Linked DNA regions of Sus scrofa: region 1 is linked to region 2. Evidence: chromatin contacts called from public Hi-C data. All regions are on one chromosome and are shown on one strand. Each heading gives the region's core, a stretch centred on a gene start, on an enhancer-like site or on the middle of the called end of the contact. The rest is flanking DNA. Distances are from core to core; before and after follow the strand shown. Region 1 has its middle 37 kb from the start of CXXC5. Region 2 holds the start of CXXC5 (CXXC-type zinc finger protein 5).

Region 1 (4,460 bases), core at 1,667-4,166, 36 kb before region 2:
GCACCTTTGTCCCTGTCCCCAGCCCTCCCACCTTGACTCCAGCCTGGCCCTGGGGAAAGTGGGCTGGGGTGACATCGAGCCGACCCAGGCACCTGCCCAAGCCTGGCCCCCAGGAGGTCAGGGAGTGGGTGGACCTGCCTGGCTGGCCTCCCGCCAGGCCTGGGAGGTGGCCACCTGGGGGAAGCGGCTGAGCCAGCCTGACACCTCAGCCTCGTTTCCATGGCTTCACTGCGTCCTGGCTCCCGAGGGCTCCGTCGCCTTATCAACAGCGCGGGCACTGCCCTGGCCCTCACGCTCGCAGCCACTCCCCCCGGGCCCCCAGCAGCTGCCTGTGGATCCCGCTGCCACAGAGCCAAAGCTCGGCCAGAGCGGGTGCCCCTCCCTGAGCAGGCCTCAGAGCTGGGTGAGGGGCTGGGTGGGTGGTAGGAAGATGCCAGGGAGGCGCCAGGAAGTGGAGGGGCCGAGGCCTTTGTAGATTCAGGCTGCACCCACTTTGGGCCTCCAAATACCTGCAGCCTGTCATTCCTGGGGAGGAGGCCGTGATCCTGAGCCACCCTCTCCTCCTCGCCCTCACTCCACGCAGTGCTCTGGTTCCAAACATTTGTGGGCTTAAGAACAAGAATTCTCTTGCGTTTTCTGATTTGAAAAACAATATATGTTGACAGCAAAAAATAAATAAATAAATAAATAAATAAAAATTTAAAAAACCATAGCAAAAAGTGCAGAAAAGTTTAAGGAATGCTTGAGCCTAATCCCACATGGGGCAGGATCACAGGCAGCATGCGGGGTGGGGGTGGGGGGTTCTTTCGGCCAAAGCCTGAAGCACAACCAGGTGTTTAAACAGCAGCTTCTGAAACCAGAGGAACTTGGCTGTGCGCCCTTGGGTATGTCTGTCTACCTCTGACGCTCTGAACCTCAACTTTCTGATCTATAAAATGGGACGACTGATCAATGCCCTCCCGCGGGGCTGTTGTGAGCTACTAAGGGCAAAGGACTGGCCCAACGCCTGGCGAAAAGCCCTATGGCTTGTGAGGTGGGGGACAGCGTTAGCTCGTCGAACCGAGGGCAGAGATGCAGAACCTGGAGCTTCCGGGGGGCGGGGGAAGAGGGGCTCTTTCTGGTAAGTTTCCCCTCCCCCGTGGGTAGCGTTCCAGTCAGAGCTGAAAACACCTAAGAGGGAAAAAATGCCCAGAAAGAGGAGATGATGTGTTTATTCGGCCCACAGAGGTTTGCTGGTGCCAGCAGCGCTGTTGCTGAGCTGCAGATCGCGGCCCTGAAGCCGGGCAATGTCACCCAGGCAGCGCTGGGGGTGGCATGGGGACACTTGCCCTGGCGCGCGTGGGTTAAGAAAGCTCCTGAGGAGGAGCCACCTGAAAGAGGGGCAGGCGCTGGGAGGGAGGGGGAGGCGGGAGGCGACAGCCCAGCCTCCGGACCCCGCCCCCAGCCCGCCGGGCCCTGGCGGACCTGGCGCTCCTCCCCGGGGCCCACCCCATCTTCACGCCCTGCTGCCTGGAATCTGAGGCAGCCCTTGTTCTCTGGCAGGAGGGGAATTTAATGCCGCTGAGGGATGGCAGGTCGACAGGCGACGAGAGATGAAAGTGTCCGCTCTGGCAGCCGGTCGGTGGCCTCCGGGGACCCTCTCCCGTAGCCCCTCTAGCCTCCCCAGCCAGTCTCCACCCGGTGTGGCAGAAAGAGCCCTCCAGGGGCCCCCAGGAGAGAGGTGGACCTCTGGGGACGGGACTCCCTCCAGGGCTGTGTGAGCTTGGGGGGCAGCTGGGCCTCTCTGTGCAGCTTACCTGCCTGCGGGGCGCCTGGGCCAAGGATTATTACCATGCTGGTGGCGGCCTGTCCCTCCCCTGCTTCGGCTGTCGTAAGCAGGGCCTGTCAGCACAGGGCGGCGGGCGGGCCGTGGGGGGCCAGGGCTGGCTGCACAGTGACCTCCATCCGTCCATCCGTCTCTGGCACCTGGGAGGGAGTGGGAGCTGGTGCTGCCGTCAGGGCGGGCCCGAGCGGCCTTGACTGCAGCCCAGCCATGTGGCCGTGGCCACCTCCTTCTTTCTGACAGCACAGAGCTGGGCTGCGTCCGGGAACAGAGGCTGCGGCCCCAAGTCAGAATCTACCCCTTGCGCCACCAGCCCCAGGGCCTTGTTGGAGGTGCTGTGGGTTCTGGCCCTGTGAGGTGACCTGGTTGCTCGGCAAGGCACTCTGCCGAGTGTCCCACGCTACGACCTCTGGTTATGTTGCCCTTTATTCCTGGGAACAGAGAGGCAAGGGCATCTGGCCAAGGTCATCCCCAAGGGCATGCGCACATGCGTGCACACACACACACACGGATTTGATACATGGTGACCAAGAAGAGGGGCGGACTAACGTGTCCAGACTCAGACTCCTGGGCCCTCCTTCCCTGGCGACAGCTGGGCCTCCAAAAGCAGCCTGGTGCCCGAGCTCGAACCAGGGCCCTCGATCCTGCTCTGTGACTCGGGCCTGTCACGTACCGTCTCTGGGTTTCAGACTCTCAAGTCTATAAAATAGATAATAATCTGGATCCTGAGGGCTTTGGAGCCAAAGCAGCGAACTTATTCAACCAGTTGAAACCACCCCCGGCTCAAGACAGCCTCCAAAGAGCCGTGGGCCAAGGCGAAGCAGCCATAGAGAAAGCCGGGGTCCTGGCCCACGATGGCCCAGCGATCACCCAGCGCACAGCCGCGGCTGTCCTGCTTCCTCCTTCCTGCACAGCCTGGCCACCCTGAACTCCGAGCAGAGGGGCAAAGGCCCCGTCTGGAGTGCTGAGTCAGGTTCAGGGCATGAGACAGGGTCCCAGCTTGAGGCGGGGAGCAGGGCAGCAAGGGACTAGGTCAGGCCAGGCCCCGCTGCTGTGGGGGGAGGGGGCGCCTGGCAGGCGCTGGGCAGGCTGGGGTGGGGAGAGGCCTTTGGCGGCCACAGAGAACAAAGAGGCTGGGGTTGCCAGGATATTCTGCGGAGCTGAAGCCGGCGGTGGTGGGGCTGGGAGAGGGGCCGTGGTGGCCGTGGGAACTGTGCCTGCTGCCCCCACGCCAGCTCCCCTACCCAGTCGGGGCCTCAGGGCCAGGCTGGGGTAAGAGGGGCTGCCAGGGGCCTCGACATCCCCAGAGCTGCATGGCTGTCAGGGCAGAGACCCAAGAAAGGCTGTAGACAAAGACACAGGGCACATCATGTCAGCATCACCGAGGGGGTCACAGGGGCACACGGACACATGACGCCACGAGCACACACCGGGCCGTGTCCCAAGGTCACAGCAGGGTCACGGGCCAGCATCACACACTCACGTAGAATCCCTGATATCCGACCCAGGGCTACACCCATGATGGTCACACAGACACAAGCTCACAAACCACATGGAACCACCCACCATCTTGTCACAGGGTCATGCGAGCCACACAGGATTGGCGCGGCCATGCCCAGTGTCACATACTTAGTTGTACGACCGGCTAACACACGGGGTCTGTTACAGGACTGAACAATGTCCCAGGCAATGTCACAGGACATCCCAAAGCGTGAGGCTGCTGGCACATGCTGGCATGGCCACAGGAGGTCTCAGGGCGGCGGCCTACCCCACCTGGTCGCAGACCCATTTCCATGTCACAGTCAGTGTCACGTACAGCCACACTACTGCACAGGGTCTCACGTAGTTGTCAGGGCTTGAGCATCTCTGTCACACACACACACACACACACACCCCTACATGGAAGAGGGCTTGTCTCTAGGCCCAGGTACATTCAGTCCCCAACCTCTCCGACCACCCCCTGCCACTCAGGTGGGGCACTTGAGGGGACGCCTCCCGGGTCACCAGGTCAGGCTCCCCCGCATAGCAGAGGGGAGCTGAGGGCACCCCTTGGGAGGGGAAGTGGACATTTAGCTCCACAGGGGAGCCCGCCTCTCTGTACTTCTCTGTCCGAAGGGACAGCTGCAGGGGTGAGCCTGCCACAGAAAGACACGGAGGCGGGAGAGACAGGAGAGACAGAGCTGGAGACACGAGACACCCGTGGAGGCTGCGGTGTGGACAGATGAGAAAGAGACACACAGAAGGAGGGACAGGCCAGCAGGGACCACGAAGACAGACCCGGATAAAAAGACGCAGAGACGGATGCGCTGGCGCAGGGCCGGCGGGGCTTTGGGTAGGAGGAGGAGGGGGCGGCTTCTTGGTGAGATTTGGGTGAACAATCGCTTTTAAACAGCCGCACAGGCCCTAGCTGCCCTTGACCATTAACGCCGAGCCAGGCCCTGCCCTGGCGTGATGTCACTTCATCCTCAGGCAACTTTCTGGGGGAGAGACCGTGAGTGTCCCGTTTCCCGGAGGAGGTAACTGAGTCTCATCACGTGTTGGGCCTCAAGGTTCTCCCCACCCCCGCCTGCGCCTCCTTCCGACACAGGGGCTGGCCTACTGTTGCCACAGAGCCCGGTCCGAGGGGCCCAGCGTGGAA
Region 2 (4,618 bases), core at 1,324-3,823:
GAACCCAGAGAACACAGGCCTGAGCTGGCCTGGGCCCTGGATGCAGAAGGCTCCCCTCCCCTCCCCTCCCCCCACCCAGCCCAGCCCTGCCGGGTGGACATTCCAGGCCTCACGTGATAAAGACGAGGCCGCTGGCCCACGGGTAAGTCAACAGGCTCTGTCGGGGAGAGATAGGAGGCCCTGGCCAGGGTCACCTGCTGAGCGGGGGGGGGGGGGGGGCGGCAGCCGGGCCCAAATACACACATAAATAAGGCACCAAAGGACAGCCAGTCAGCCGAGGGTCTGCCTTCGGCGGCGGAGGAACCTCTGCCCCCACCCAGGAAAGGGAGGTGGCACGGGAGAGGGAGGGGCAAGCCCAGCTCCTGCCCTCCTGGTAGCGCGGGGCTCCTACCGGGGTTGGAGGGGGGCTTCCACCAGGATCCCCAGGACCCACTGAGCGCTCAGAGGCCAACCTCCCTCAGCTGTTCCCACCCCTTCCCAGGGCAAAAATCATCTCCTCCCCAAGGAGAGAGGACAATTTCCGTTCTGAGAAGGGGGTGAGTTCTGGGAAGGGGGTGACAGCTGCAGAGCGGGCCACTCCCCCCCCCCGCAGCTCTTACTTGAGCCTCATCCAGGGAAACTGCTAAATCAACACTACGAAGTAGTAGGTAGCGCGGGCCTCAGTCGCCTCGAATCGCTCTCCAAAGGGCTGTGGAGGAGGAGGCTTCGGGGCGCAGCTCCCGGGTTTCCTCGGTTGGCACCCAAGCTACGGGGGTCCTTCGGGAGCGGGATCAGGGCGCGTTCGGGCCACCCCCTAAGGACGTCTCATTTAAACGCTCTCAGCTGCAGGGACAGCCACCCCCCCCCCGCCCGCCCGCCCCCGCGAGCCGGGGCAGCTGAGGTGGCGCCGGGCGTTCAAATAGCGCTCCAAACAAGTCCGCAGCCACCGCGCACGCAGCCCCCGCCAGGCGGCCCCAGCGGAAAACTTGAAAGGGACTCTGTTTGCCGGTCGCCCTGGGGCGGCTCCGGCGGGGCGAGGGCCGAACGACCGCACACGCCCCCTCCCCAGTGCTTCCTGCGCCAACGCGGGGAGGGGACGGCGGGCCCGCCACAAAACCCAGGGCTCGGAACAGCGCCCGCGGCGCAGGGAGGCGGAGGGCCAGAGGCTGCCTCGCCGGGGCCGCCCCCCCCACCCCCGCCCCAGCCCCTTCCATCCCAAGAAGCGACTCTCAGACCACCCAGGGTCGAGGGGGGCCAAGGAGGGTGCGGCTGCCAACCCTTCAGCACCCCCCCCCGTCGCAGGAGACAAGGGGAGGGCACGAGTCTTTCCGGATGGGTCCCTACAGAACCCCCAAATCTGCGGCTGCCTCCTCGCAGCCCGTGGCACCAGCCCAACTCCGCGCACCTTTTCCGATTCCTAAAGCGGGGGGGGGGGGGTAGCAAAAAGCGAACCTAGTCCCTCCTTGAGCGCTTCGGCTCTCCTGACAGGTCCCAGGGGCAGCCCCCCATTTAAAAACCGGGGTCACTCACTTTCTGTTGATCCTACAAATAAACAAAGCCTGACGCACCCCGCGCTCCCCGCCGGGAAGCAGCCCATTCCGGGCGAGGACAACTTCCCCCGGCAAGAAAATTAACACATTCTTCCCGAGGCGGTGCAGCCCCTCGCTCCGGGGAAGCAAAGGGGAGGGGGGGCTGGGGCCCAAACTTCACGGGTAAATTTGGAGCCAGAGCAGCGAGGCAGGCGCCTGGGACACCCGCCTCCCACAGCTCCGCAGCGAGAGGAACACCCCCAGTCTCCCACCCTGGCTTTGCCTGCTGTTTGGCCACGCGGGGCTCGAGAGCCAGCCTGAAAGACTCCCCAGGGCTGGGGAGGATGGGAGAACGAGGCCGCGGGGAGCAGCGGTGGTGGGGGGTGATCCTTTAACGGAAAAAGAAGGTCAAACTTGATCAGCCCGCCAGGCACCCCGCGGGCAGCGGGGGCGAGGAGCCGGAGGGGAAATGTAGAAGTGGCCACCGCCCCCTCAAGTGGAGGGGGAGACTCAGCCACGCGTGGTCCAGGGCATTAAGAGCAGTTACCGTCGCCCCCCAAACACCAGGCTGCGAATGGGGCATGGTGGGGGGAGTGCGCGCCGGAGAGCTCCAATCAGCCGCCCCCGCAGGCGGAGCGCCCGCCCAACACCGAGAGGTGAGGACCCGGGCTCCCGCCGCCCCTGAGCCCTCAGGCTCGAGGACCTGGGGAGGGGACAGGAGCCCCAGCCCCAATCCATGGCGCCCAAGCCGCCGTCCCCGACCCTAAAACCCCTCTTTTTGTCTGAACTCAGTGATCTGCGACCGAGCTGACTGCGGCTTGGGGAGGCTGGAGTATAGCAGAGGCCACCGAGCGATCCCCGGAGCTCGGGCTCCCAGCCGCCGGGGCTCCCGGGCTCAGGCCACCGGCACCCCCTGCCCCACCCAAACCCGGACCCCTCCTTCCCCGTCCCTGGCTCTCCGCACCTGAACTTCGGGGGAGCCCGCGCCGCCAAACTTTCCGCCGACTTGCAGCGAACTCCGGCCCCGGCCGCGCACCGGGCCCCGGGGAGGAGAGGGAGGTAGGCGGGGAAGGGGAGGGGGCCGGCCTCCGGGGGGTCGGGGGAGGGCCGTGGCCCGACACCTACCGGCTCTCAGAGTCGTCCAAGCCGCCACCGCCGCCGCCGCCGCCGCCGCCGCCGCGAGGCCGAGGGGGAGGGGCGGGGCGGAGAGCTGCGCTCCTCTCTGGGCACAGCCGCCGCGGTGCGCTCCGCTCCAGCCGCGCCGCCCGCCGTGCCCGGGGCCGGAGCCGGAGTCACGCCGCCGCGGCTGGCCGGAGGCGGGGAGGGGGGGGGAGCCTGCAGCACCTGCCCCTCCTCCCCCTCCCCGCGGCCCAAATTAAAAAACAACAAAAAGCAACTAATCACCCCCGAGCGCAGCGCGGCGCGGCTGGCGGAGGGCGCAGCGTGAGGCGCCCGGACTCAGCAGGCGGCGCGCATGGCTGGGCGCGGGCTGGGCAGGGCTGGGACGCGGGGCCCGGCTTCGGGGAACAAGGTCCTGCCGCTCTTCTCGCTCGGCTCCGGCGCCTGCTCTCGCCGCCGCCGCCGCCTCTGCTGCCGCCAGTGCCGCCGCCTCTACATCCCCGCTCAGGCTCCGCCGCCTCTGCCGCCGCCGCCGCCGCCGCCGCCGCGCGCCCGCCGGGGCAGGAGCTCTGAACGCTGCCCGGGGGCTGCCGGCAAAACCCGGACCGGACTCGACGCTCCCTCCCTCCCGACGCAGCCCTGGCCACTTGGACGCCGCAGGCTCTGAGGCTGGAGCTGCAGCCACTGCGCCTCCAGCTCTCCGCGCCCTGACCTGGTCGGCCCTGGCTCAGCTCCCCGGCGCGCCCCGTCTTCACCTCTTTCTCCGCAACTTTACAAAAATAAATAAATAAATACATAAGAGGACCTCTCTCGTTTTGTGAGGAGGGCATGCGCTCGGCGACGCACCTGACGAGGAAATCCGCCGCCCCTCTGTCCCCTCTGTTCGGCCGGCCGCCAAGCTGCAAGGACCGGTGCTGAGGGTTTGGCCGCGCCCCGCGGCTCAGCGGCGCGTAGGGTCGGGAACTCCTAGCCGAGCACTCTCGGAATTAGACGCGTGTTGAAGGACTCCTCCCTTCCCAGGGCGCTTTCCCGAACTCGGTGGGCTCTAGTTCTCCGGGAGAAAGGGAGCCGAGGTTCCTGTCCCCATTTCACAGATGAGGAAACCGAGCCGAGGAAGGGCATTTTGTTTCCTGTGCCGGCGCCACCCCAAGCCCTGAGTCCTGGAGCTAAAGCGACTGCATTGTGGCCCTGAGACGGGACCGCGAAGTGTAAACTCAGCCTGAGACAGTGCCTAGCACAGAGCATTGCTCGACAGACAGATACCGGCTGAAAGAGAACAAAAGCCCAGTGGGTACAGATTTGGGCCCGCATATCCTGAGCACCACTCGGTGCCCCTCCATCTGCCCAGCTTGGGCTAATCCTAAGGCTGCAGATGTCCTCTTCTCATCTCTTCAGTGACCCATAGAGCCAGCCCCAGGCCCACTCATATAATCCCGAACTGCCGATAGTGCCAGCGTGGAACGTTTCCTTCCCTTCTGTGGAATTCGTGGGGGTGGGTTTGTCTTCCTCTGCTAGCAGAGACAACACAGCCCCCGACCAACCGGAGACCCTAGTGGAAGAGGGGGAGGACCGTGCGGGAAGTCTGCCTGGGGATACACCTGATAACAGGGAGTTTGCTGCAGAGACCTGGGTGCCACAGGAGTCGCCTCTGTGAAAGAAGCGAAACAAGCTGCCACCTCTCTGCTTCCTCTCCTCTGGGTGGCCTGCCTGGGGGGTGGAGGGCCTGAGGCCTGTGTCTCCCAGGAGCAGCCCCTGGTGCCCACCTTCCGAGCCATCTAAAGGTGGCTTTTGGGACCTTGACCCAGCCAGGGGATAAGGTTGTGAGGCAGGTGTCAGATGGCTCCCCTGACCTCCCAGGCCACAGGGAGCGAGCCTCTCGTGGACACTCTGCTCCTTCCACAAATGCCGAGAAGGGTCCTCCCCTCACTGTGTGCCCAGGAATGGCTCCCTAGGGGAGGCCCCGAGGAGCCTCTCCTTCTCCTCACCAGCAG

What was found. Hi-C and Micro-C count contacts between places; a contact is called where the count stands out from the background.
Region 1: a Hi-C map of brain shows a contact between it and region 2, with 4 times the contacts expected there. The contact joins the enhancer-like site here to the promoter of CXXC5 in region 2. A contact is called at or near these places in 1 of 5 promoter capture datasets (liver), 9 of 47 Hi-C or Micro-C datasets (blood, brain, fetal liver and 5 more) and 1 of 2 datasets of contacts at active chromatin or transcription factors (skeletal muscle).

Annotation. Positions count from the first base shown.
Region 1 is chr2:141,515,802-141,520,261 of Sscrofa11.1, reverse strand. No RefSeq gene overlaps it. Among named protein-coding and RNA genes, the nearest start is that of CXXC5, 37 kb to the right of the region's middle. Within about 2 kb of position 2,916, at least 24 of the 83 cell types and tissues checked have an H3K27ac peak or open chromatin away from gene starts, as enhancers often do. A contact at or near this core is called in brain, fetal liver and omental adipose tissue, where this site is marked.
Region 2 is chr2:141,478,947-141,483,564 of Sscrofa11.1, reverse strand. CXXC5 (CXXC-type zinc finger protein 5) reads right to left here and starts at 2,573. Exons shown (of 5, transcript XM_021084872.1): 1 at 2,473-2,573.